Regions from separate parts of the Ovis aries genome. Here region 2 is linked to region 1. The links are chromatin contacts, called in public Hi-C maps. All regions are on one chromosome and are shown on one strand. The core of a region is the stretch at or near the end of the contact, and the rest is flanking DNA. Distances in the headings are between cores, read along the strand shown. Region 1 holds the start of FAM91A1 (family with sequence similarity 91 member A1). Region 2 overlaps ANXA13 (annexin A13).

The links. Hi-C and Micro-C count contacts between places; a contact is called where the count stands out from the background.
Region 2: a Hi-C map of hypothalamus shows a contact between it and region 1, with 3 times the contacts expected there. The contact joins the enhancer-like site here to the promoter of FAM91A1 in region 1. A contact is called at or near these places in 8 of 16 Hi-C or Micro-C datasets (hypothalamus, liver, mixed tissues and 4 more).

What each region holds. Positions count from the first base shown.
Region 1 is chr9:29,139,775-29,144,628 of ARS-UI_Ramb_v3.0, reverse strand. It overlaps FAM91A1 (family with sequence similarity 91 member A1), which reads left to right and starts at 1,287. Exons shown (of 23, transcript XM_060393671.1): 1 at 1,287-1,594. The coding sequence starts at 1,523.
Region 2 is chr9:29,209,265-29,214,493 of ARS-UI_Ramb_v3.0, reverse strand. It overlaps ANXA13 (annexin A13), which reads right to left. Exons shown (of 11, transcript XM_060393680.1): 6 at 3,763-3,796; 7 at 3,578-3,657; 8 at 1,909-1,977; 9 at 1,396-1,497. LOC132657212 (a long non-coding RNA gene) reads left to right here. Exons shown (of 2, transcript XR_009595047.1): 2 at 1-5,092. Among named protein-coding and RNA genes, the nearest start is that of ANXA13, 43 kb to the right of the region's middle. Within about 2 kb of position 1,948, at least 16 of the 54 cell types and tissues checked have an H3K27ac peak or open chromatin away from gene starts, as enhancers often do. A contact at or near this core is called in hypothalamus and liver, where this site is marked.

The DNA.
Region 1 (4,854 bases), core at 38-2,537:
CAGCCCGCCAGTCTTCTCTGTCCATAGTATTCCCCAGGCAAGAATACTGGGGTGGGTTGCTACTTCCTCCTCCAGGGGATCTTCCTGACTCAAGGATGGAACCTGTGTCTCCTGCATCTCCTGCATTGGCAGGCTGATTGTTTACCACTATGCCACCTGGGAAGCCCATTTGTTTCAACTCATCAGACATAATGAGGTCCCTGCTATGTGTTGGACTGGCCAGCTGCTGAGCTGTGCCCTAGGCATCATAAAACTTTCCAAGTTGTATATCTGGCATGTGTGTAATAGAATATTTTTTAAAACCATTGTTTAAAACTGAAATGTAGTCACAAAAATACTGAACTGGTCTGTGGCTACTTGCCAGTAGCAAAGGTCATGAATTTGCTAAGCCACTGTAACAAATTCTGGATGAAAGTGTTCGCAAAGATCTTCCTAATAGAACTGAAATTAAGATAGGCTGAATTTTTGCCTTTTAAAAGTGACTCTGGAGACATTTGTAAGGAGCAGAGCAGCTGTATGCAAGAATGTTTATCTTAGATTCCCTCCGGGCCTCTCCCACATCAGCACCAGCTGTCTAACATTCAGTTCCCTGAAGTCCTGATCTGGACCTTTGTGGGAACTGCTTGGTGGTCCAGTGGTTAGGACTCTGCCATTCACTGCTGAGGACCCAGGTTCAATCCCTGGTTGGGGAACTAAGATCCTGCAAGCTGCAGGGCAGTCCACAAAGCAAAACGAGCATTTGGACCTTTGAAGGAGAGCCCAGTTGTTTCTCTTGCACAAGATGCAACTACCAGGTGGAGATGAAGGATCACTAGCCCTTTGCTCTACCACTCCACTGTGGCGACAGCTGACTTACCCATTCCTTTATGAGCTTGGACCCCTTCCCCCTGGCCTCGGTTCAGGGCTGGCTGTTGGGGGGCCCCCGGGAACCTCACCGCTCTTGCACTTTTTAAAATCGACTATGGCCCCCATCCCAAGTCATTCCTTCTAGGTATCCCACCCAAATGTCTGTAGCCGCCTGCTCCAGGGCCATCCGGGCTCACATTTGGGGAAAGTGGGTCATCCAGCACTGGCACTACAAACCCAATTGATTTATCCAGAGACTGACAGAGGGATACGGGGCGCGCGGACAGGGAGTCACTATCCGGGTACCACCGGCTCCACCTGCCTGGTCCACTCGCATGCAGGGACCTGAGCAGCAGGCCAGCCCCGGCCCCGCCCCTCGGCCCTGCTCCGGCGAGCGGAAGTGACGCACACCCTAAGCCATTTCCGGCCAGCCCGAAACTAGGAAGAAACTTGGAGCCGCCGAGGTGTCCGGCAGCCCCTCTCCGCTGCTCCCGTGCCCCGTGGCCCGGGCCGCGCCGAGCTGTCGGGAGCCCAGGCCATGGGGCAGCCCGGGCCGTCCTCAGTGTGAGGCGCGGGGCCTCCCGCGGGCTCCCTGGACGGGCCGAGGGCGGGCAGGCGGGAGGCGTCGTTCCAGCGGCGATCCCGGCCGCTGCCGCCCCGCCAGGCTCCTGGCATCATGAACATAGACGTGGAGTTCCACATCCGGCACAACTACCCCTGGAGCAAGCTGCCGGCCAACGTGAGGCAGGTACGGAAGCTGCGGACCTGGTCCAGCCCCGCTGCCACCTGCTCGCGCGCCTCTGGGCTCACTCCCGGCCTTGCCCCCGCTAAGGGTCTGGATTTAACCGATCCCAAACCCGCTGGGGAGGGGGGGGCCCTGGGGCCAGAGGGGCAGGATGGGGCTGTTGCGAAATGGGATGGAAACCACAGGATTCGCCTGGCGCCTTCGCACTCGGTCTTCGTTTCACCAGGCACTAGGCTAGACATCTTCGAAACAAATTTGAAACACAGCTCCTGATCTTCAGAACTTGGGGATGGTGGCAAAGGGCCGAGAAACAAATGACTGCGTTACAGGCTGATAGCTGCTCACACGAACCAGCATCATAGTGTAGGGGCGCGCACAGAGGAGGGACTCAGAAACTGGCAATGGAGCATCAGGAGAATGTGTAAGAGAGCTATTTAAAATGGGTTTTAAAAGACAAATAAGAGATAGCTAGAAAAGAGGGGCATTAAAGATTTTCCAACGAGAGAGAAAGTCATTTTGAAAAGCTTAGATGAGCGAAAGCGTGCTTTCACAATCTGGAGGTGGGGCTTGGTTAGGGTTTGGGGGTGGGAGCTGTCAGGGCCGGATTTTGCAGAGTTTTCCTACTTTGTTTTGTTGGGCTTTGTTTTGTTTAGCCTCCCGACAGGTGGGTTTATTAGAGATGTTGCAACAAGAGAGTGACAAGGAGGTTTGGTCTTTTTTTTCCCTCAGAAGTAGTTCTCAAATGCTTGAGAGTCATTTTTACTCAGTTTTGCGGATATCTGTTGAACACCTGCTGTGTACTATGCCTTGTTTGAGGTGTGGGTAATTTGCAGCAGTCAACACAAGGAAAGCCCTGTCTTCATGGAGCTTACATTTTAGAAAAGAAAGACAGTAAACAAATGAGTAAATACATGATACGGGGAGTGGTGGTGAAACTTATGAAGGGAGTGATGAGTGCTGTATAGAAAGCACTGTTTTTCTCTGGCCAGTGGTTGACCTTCAAGTTCCCACCGCGTTACTTGGTTGGGAGTGAAATTCTATTTTCCATTGGTCCTGAACACTGGCATATTTGGAGGGTTTGAGATGGTGGTGGTGATGGTATACAGATTGTTACTTTGCCGCAGCTCTCAGCTTGGGGTCTTAGTTCCAGGCAATGAATAATTTAAGGTTCTGGCAGTGTATCATGTGGCAGAGAAAATGCTTTCACTTCAAGATATCAAAAACACAAGTGGAAAGATAAATTTAAGGAACTCCGAATCCTTGGGTGGCAGTGGCCGCCCTTGTGACATTAATCTTGAACAGGAAGAAGAAAGCTCTAAAGCTGGAGGAATCAGCTTCTCTTGTTAAGCTTGAATGAGGGCCTTGATGGACACTTTCTGTCTTTAGAGTTTTGTGGCATATGGCAAGACAACTGGAAGAACCAGTAAGCCTTTGTTTCCATGTTTACTCTTCCTTTCACAAAAATAAATGTAGCTTGATAGACAAGAGATGGATGATTCCATGATGCCCAACAAATAATCGATCTTAACTAGTGTTGGCAAAGCCTTTCTAAACCTTAGTCACAACTATTAAAAATAATCTCCAAACAGTGTTATAATCTGGTACAAACATGACATTAAATTAAAACTTCTTTTGGTAACATCAATTAAAAGAATTGATATTTTCACTTAGGATAAGCTTCCACTTGTCGAAGGTGTTGCAAAACCCCTCTGTACAAGTTATTTCACGGATTTAGCTTTGCTCTGTTTTCCTAGGTCAGGCTCTACTTTGGTTTACTACATCAGCTTTCTCTCTGGTCTCTTGCCTTCAGAAAAAGACCCTCCTATCCATTCCTCATACTCTACTGGGGTGAGGTTTCTAAAATGCAAACCCAGCCCTTTTACCACTTGTTGCCATAGATTACTTGTTGCTTCTTGAATCCAGATATTAACTCCTCCAGGAATGTTAAAAGACCCTCCTATCCATTCCTCATACTCTACTGGGGTGAGGTTTCTAAAATGCAAACCCAGCCCTTTTACCACTTGTTGCCATAGATTACTTGTTGCTTCTTGAATCCAGATATTAACTCCTCCAGGAATGTTTCCCCGACCTAAATCTAGAGTAGTTGACCCCCAGCACTGTATTTCTTATCTATAGGGCTGTAGTTGTCTTCCAGTAAATATTTCTGGAGTGAAGGAATGATAGCATCAGTTTGAGATTTTTTTCCTGGAGCTAAAGTCAGTTTAAAAATGGGGAATAGTCCTTGTGTGAAAAGAATTTGGGTTTGTGTGTGTGTGTGTGTTAACAGATACTAAGTACTTTGATAAGAGTTTCCATTAAGTTTTGAGGCATTTAATTTGAAAGTGATTGATTTCTGAAAGCTGGGGGAAGGTGATTCAGATTTTTTTTTAATTTTTAAAAATTATTAAAAATTTTAAAAATGTAAATAAGATGAAAGGTTTTTTTATTTGTTGTGAGCTATACTTGACTTCCAAGAATATATTAAAAAGTTGTGGATCACACCATTGTTTGAGGATTTGGGGGGAATTTTTGAGGATTTGAGGATTACTGGTAAAACTATAGGTTTACCAGTACTCATTGTTCAAAACAATTCATAGTTGTTTTATTTGAAGGGAGATTTTATGATGTGGTTCTGTGTGATCCAAGGAGGGTCAATTAAAAAAAAATACTATGTACTTCTTTGAGGGGGGTGCATATTGGGACAGGATTTGTGGAGCAAAAGCTTTAGAAAAAAAATGCGTTTATGCTAATCTGATGCACAGTGGATGTTTTGCAGGCAGTTTCTGTGGCACTCCATCTGTTACAGTTCCTTTTATATGCAGCCCAGCTTCATTTGTCAGACCTGGTTGGAATTTCTGCAGGGTCAGCACTGTCTCAGAGTAAAATGACCTTTCTTTAGTTGCCTCCTATAGAGGCAACAGTGTTTTAAAATGTGAATGGTGGGAAATTTGGGGTAGGAGTGGAAGAGAAGGCAAAGAATCTTTGTGAACATAGCAGTTAATATTTTATGTACCAGGGTAGTGAAGAATAGAATCAGCTTTTAATGTAGCTTTTAGTTATTTGTGTGAGCACACATGTATTGATTAGAACCAGTCATCACTTAATGACTATGGCAAAGACTTAGATGTTTAATAGCTCTGTTCTCTAATTAGCTTACAAATAACAGGGCCCTTATAATTTATGTAAGTGGTTTGATTTACACTTTTTATCCTGGAGTTAACCAGGAACAGAATTTTAAAGGAGGAAAATGGTTGTAAGTTAGG
Region 2 (5,229 bases), core at 699-3,198, 69 kb before region 1:
AAATTCCAAAGCTTTCTTGTCTTTTCATCTGCTGGCAACACGTCGGAAACGCTATTCTGAGTGAGGAGCGGCCAGCTCTAGCCGAGGTAGGAGCTCAGGCTGGGGAATCTTGGAGCTCTCATCCACTTTCTGCTACTGACTTGCTGTGTGGTCCTGATAAGTAACAGATGGCTCCTTACTCATAACACACTTCCCTTGTCCAGCAGTTGTGGGTAACAATGGCTGTTCAGCCTACATTCGAGTTACAGTATTGTTGTGAAATTGAAACGAGACACAGGGTACAGATGTGCTTTGAATAGTTAAAAGCACTCCACAAATAAAAAATACTAGACAAAAGAATATTTGATAGTCCACAAAAGCCTTCCTGAAATCAAAGACTGATTTTCAGGGAAGGACTAACTACTAAGTGTCTTGAAATAGCTAACTCACCTTGTTGGCTTAAAATGATCATCAGTTTGAAAAATAATTGTATAAAAGCAATTTATACACATCTTTTCAGGAATGTATCTCTGAGGTATTATTGCATCTGTCTCAGGCACTGTTTAGCCAATTGTCAGTTGGAATGAAAATAAGGGCAAACATTTGTATGCTTACTATAAGCCAGATACTGTCCTGAGCCTTTTATATTCATCTTATTTAACTCTTAAAATAATCCCTTGAGGTTGGGAAGATGATGTTCAGGGTCTTTTTTTTACAAATGAGGATGGAGACATCTGGTCACTTGTTACAGTAAAACCAGGATTTGAACCTGGGCCCTCTGACTCCAGGGCTTTGCTCCTAAACTTGACCTGCTGTCCTAGCCTCTGCTGCAAAGTGGGGTTTCCCAGCCTCAGCACTGCACTGGGGCCGAATGGTTGCCTGTTGTGGGGAGCTGTCCTGTTCATCGTGAGATGTTTAACAGCATCCCTGGTCTTGACCCTCTAGATGCCAATAGCACTGCTCCCCCCAACACATCTGGTTGCGACATATTTCCAGGCATGATCAAATAATCCCTTGTGTGCGTGTGTGTGTGTGTGTTCAGTCATGTCCAACTCTCTGTGACCCTATGGACTGTAGTCCACCAGGCTCCTCAGTCCATGAGATTCTCCAGGCAAGAATATTGGAGTGGGTTGCTGTGCCCTCCTCCAGGGAATCTTCCCAACCCCGGGATCAAACCCGAGTCTCTTGCATCTCCTGCACTGGCAGGAGGATTCTTTACCACCGTGCCATCTGGGAAGCCCCAGATATCCCTAAGGGTGTGCAAGATCATCCGTGATTGAGAACTGCTATTGTAAAAGACACCCGCCGCCCCTGCTCCCACCGCTCAGTTCCATATCCCAGATCTCAGCTTCTTTTGGAGATAACTTGAGACTCTGTTCCTGTGTGAACTCCTTGCCTTAGTGCTGGGTCACTTACAGTTTGGTAGGCTTCAAAGGTGGCTCGTAACTGCTTGTGGCTTCTCTTGGCCAGGAGTTCATTGAAGGCAAGCTCGTCCGTGCCCCAGCGGCCTTCCCCTGCCTAGAGAACCAAGTGCAAACATTTTGAAAATGACTTTTGCAAAAAGACCAAATATACACAGCTGTGACCAGGCCTCACTTACAGGAAACAATAAAACATGAGCCTAAGAGAAGCCAAATGGATTGACCTAGCGCTTTCAATTTCTAACCCACAAGTATACCTCACCTATCTATTTATATTATTTATATGTCCCTTTATTTCAGAATGGATCTGAGGTGGTTAACACGAGAGTAAAATAATAGAATAAGCAATTCTTTTAGGTTCATGAAGACAGTATAGATGAAAAACACTTTCAAGATCATACTTATTTCCCAAGTAATTCCGATTCACATAAAAGAAAGACATAATTGTTGAAAATCATGTTAAATAACAGAGAACCATTTGCAGAGACTGGCACACCCGCATACTTACATCATACAGCTCTTTGGCATCCTGCCCAGCTAGATCTTTGTCCACATTATCTCCTTCATCACGATTAGCCTAGAAAAATCAACACGTTGTTATTAACTTGAGTTCCTGCTTGAGCAAAGAAAACAAAAAAGGGAAAGTCCTCGAAAAAGCGGTGATTTCAGAGCAGTGGCCTGAAAATTAGACTCAGCCTGGCAAAGGGGCAGCACTGCTCTTTGCTGCCATCTTTTGGGCACAACTGATAAACAGAGTAGCTTCTGTGACAACACATTTTTCCTTTTTTTTTTTTTTTGTAGAATCCAAGGTCACTCACAAACCCCTCTGACCTCTAAGAAACCTCATGATGTCCCCTAGAATGAGTCTGTTGGGAAGGTATCTCTTTCCTTCCAAAATATCAAGTTGCACCTCTCAGGGTCCCTGTCCTGAAGAACCCTGGATGTTGGTCATGGAAGGTCTTGGAGGTCTCACTTAAGCCCTTTAGTGGCAGGTGGAATTCTAAGGTGACCCTGATGGCCCACACTAATCTCCTCCCTTTGAGTGTGGACAAGACCTGTAAACATGGTGAGGTGTCACCCCTGTGATCGTGTTATGTTTATGTGGCAACAGGGATGTTTGCAGATGTAATTAAGGTCCCTAATCAGTTACCCTGGGTAGGTCTGACCCAATCAGGTGAGCTCTGAGAGGTCAGAGATGGAAGAAGTCAGAGAGATGAGCTCACCCTGGTCTGGAAGAAACCATATAGCCATGCTCTGAACTCTCTCTGGGGCCACATGACAGGGGACTGTGGGTAGCCTCTAGGAACTGAGGGTCTTTTTAGTTAGCAAGAAAACAGGAGCATCAGTCATACAGCCCCAGAGAGCTGAAATCTGCCAACAGCCAGGAAGCTTAGGAGAGGACCCCAGGCCTCACAGGAGATGGAAGCCCTGGATTCCAGCCTATAGAGACCCTGAGCCAGGGACTCAACTAACCTGTAACAGGAGCCCCGGCCCGTGGAAACTGCTGGGTCATAGATGTGTGTTGTTCTAAATCTGCAGCAATTTGCTACGTAGCAGGAGACCATTCATATAGTCTTCCTGCTATAGCTCAAGCTTATTCTATGTGTTCTCTGCTATCAGTCTATCCACATGGAAAGTAATCAGAGGAAACACACAAAGCTCAGAAAGACGGGTGTGTCAATGAGAGGGCAGATGCCATCTGGCTGGAGGCCCAGGGGCTGCGTCCTCGCAGGGCCAGTTCTGAAAACCCTGCTTTCCTGGCCAAGAGGTTCCTACAGGCCTAGACTTAGGGTGAATCCTGGAAGTTAGTTGTATCATGAGAAGGACCCTATTTGGGGTCAGATGAGTTGGCTCTTGCTCCTGGCCTGTATGTTACTGTGTATACCCCTAGAGGTTCCTCACTGGCAAAGTGAGATGGCAATGCTTAATGAGATGACTCACTAACAGAAAGGGATTGTAGACTGCAAATGACAAGGCAGATTGTTACAGGGGGAAGAATCTCCACTGAATAATTTCAGAAGAGCTAGATGGACAGAAGACAGGTTGGTGGTTCCTCAGTAGCAATTTAATAAGAGAAGGAAATGTTTATTATCTACACTGACTTTTACAGCATGGTAGCACGTTGCCAAGGGCTGTTTCTCAGGATCATGAAGCAGGTGAGGCCTCTTCACTCTTACCTGTAGCAGGGAGACCAGAATTCTTTTTAGGCTTCCACTTATATCCCCTTTGACATCTGATTCAAGGCTCTTGTCAAACACTTTAGCGGAAGAAGAAAGGAGGAGAGGAAGCAGATTTAGTTTCCCAGAGGTAGTTTGCAAGAAGCATTCTTTAGTATCTAAAGTCAGAACAAAAGGTCACTTACACCTTTGGTAGGCCTCTTTAATGGCAATGATTTCCTAGGAAAGATAATAAAAAAAAAAAAATCAATACTTCAAGGCGGGGTTTATTGATAAGATAGGCAGATACCAGCCAAGGTAAGAGGCAGAACCTGTTTCCGGACACAGGATGCCTTCATGACTTCCTCCAAAGAGGGCAGTCCCTGCAGCTCAAGGTCCAAACCTAGAGCAAGTCAGCCAAATCCCTGGCTGTGTGGAGATAAGGGGTTTCCCTGGTGCTTCAGGGGGTAAAGAATCTGCCTGCAATGTGGGAGAGTTCAATCTCTAGGTGGGAAGATCCCCTGGAGAAGGGAATGGCTAGCCACTGTAGTATCCTTGCCTGGGAAATCCCACAGACAGAGGAGCTGTTGGGTCACAGTCTATGGGGTCACAAAGAGCTGGACACGACTGAGCGACTAACACACACACAGACACACACACACATCCTTAGTTAAGAGTGAAAGCATTACAGCTAAGCTGATTTATTTTTTAAAGATTCCTCGATGTGGATCATTTTTAACGTCATTACTGAATTTGTTACAATACTTTTTCTGTTTTCTGTTTTGGTTTCTTGGCCATGAAGATCTTAGCTCCCCTACCCAGGGATCAAACCCACACACCCTCCACTGGAAGGCAGTCTTAACCACTGGACCACCAGGGAAGTCCCTAAGCTAACACGGTCATTCACCACCTTCTTGCTCCATCTCACTCCCCATCCTCCCCACAAGGGAGCCAGTTTTAGAAGTTCTGTGCGCATTTTCCCTTTGCATTTGTACATACATGTTTGTGCTACTGAAAATATATAGAATTGTTTTGTGTATGTGTTTAAAAACTGGAATACTGTATATATTTGTTCAACTTTTTTTCACTCAGTAATAGGTCTTTAAGGTCCTGCTATGCTTACGTACTCTTAGTCACCTAGCATTTTTTTTTTTAAATGGAAACAAAATGTTCCATCCTACAGTAAGCCCCAGTTTATTTAGCCAGCCTCTGACTGATGAACATTTAGACTGTTTCCAATTTTTCTCTACTTCAAACAAGGCTGCACTCAGTCAACAATTTTGCTATGTGCTGCAATGCAAGTCTCTCTCTAGGGTGTGTGCTGGGAAGGACTGCCTTACAGGCACATGCCACCCTGATAAAATGAGTGTCGTAATAAAGTGAACTACATGAGTCTTTTGGTTTCCCAGTACATACAAAAGTTACATTGATGTATATGTACGGCTGAGTCCCTCTGCTGTCCACCTGAAACTATCACAACATTGTTGATCAGCTATAATCCAATATAAAATAAAAGGTTAAAAAAGTAAAAAAAAAGAAGTTATACTGACACTCTACTGCGGTCTGTGAAGTGTGCAATAGTGTCTAAAAAAATAATGCACATACCTTAATTTAAAAATACTTTATTCCTAAAAAATGCTAGCCATCATCTGAACCTTCAGTGAATCATCGTC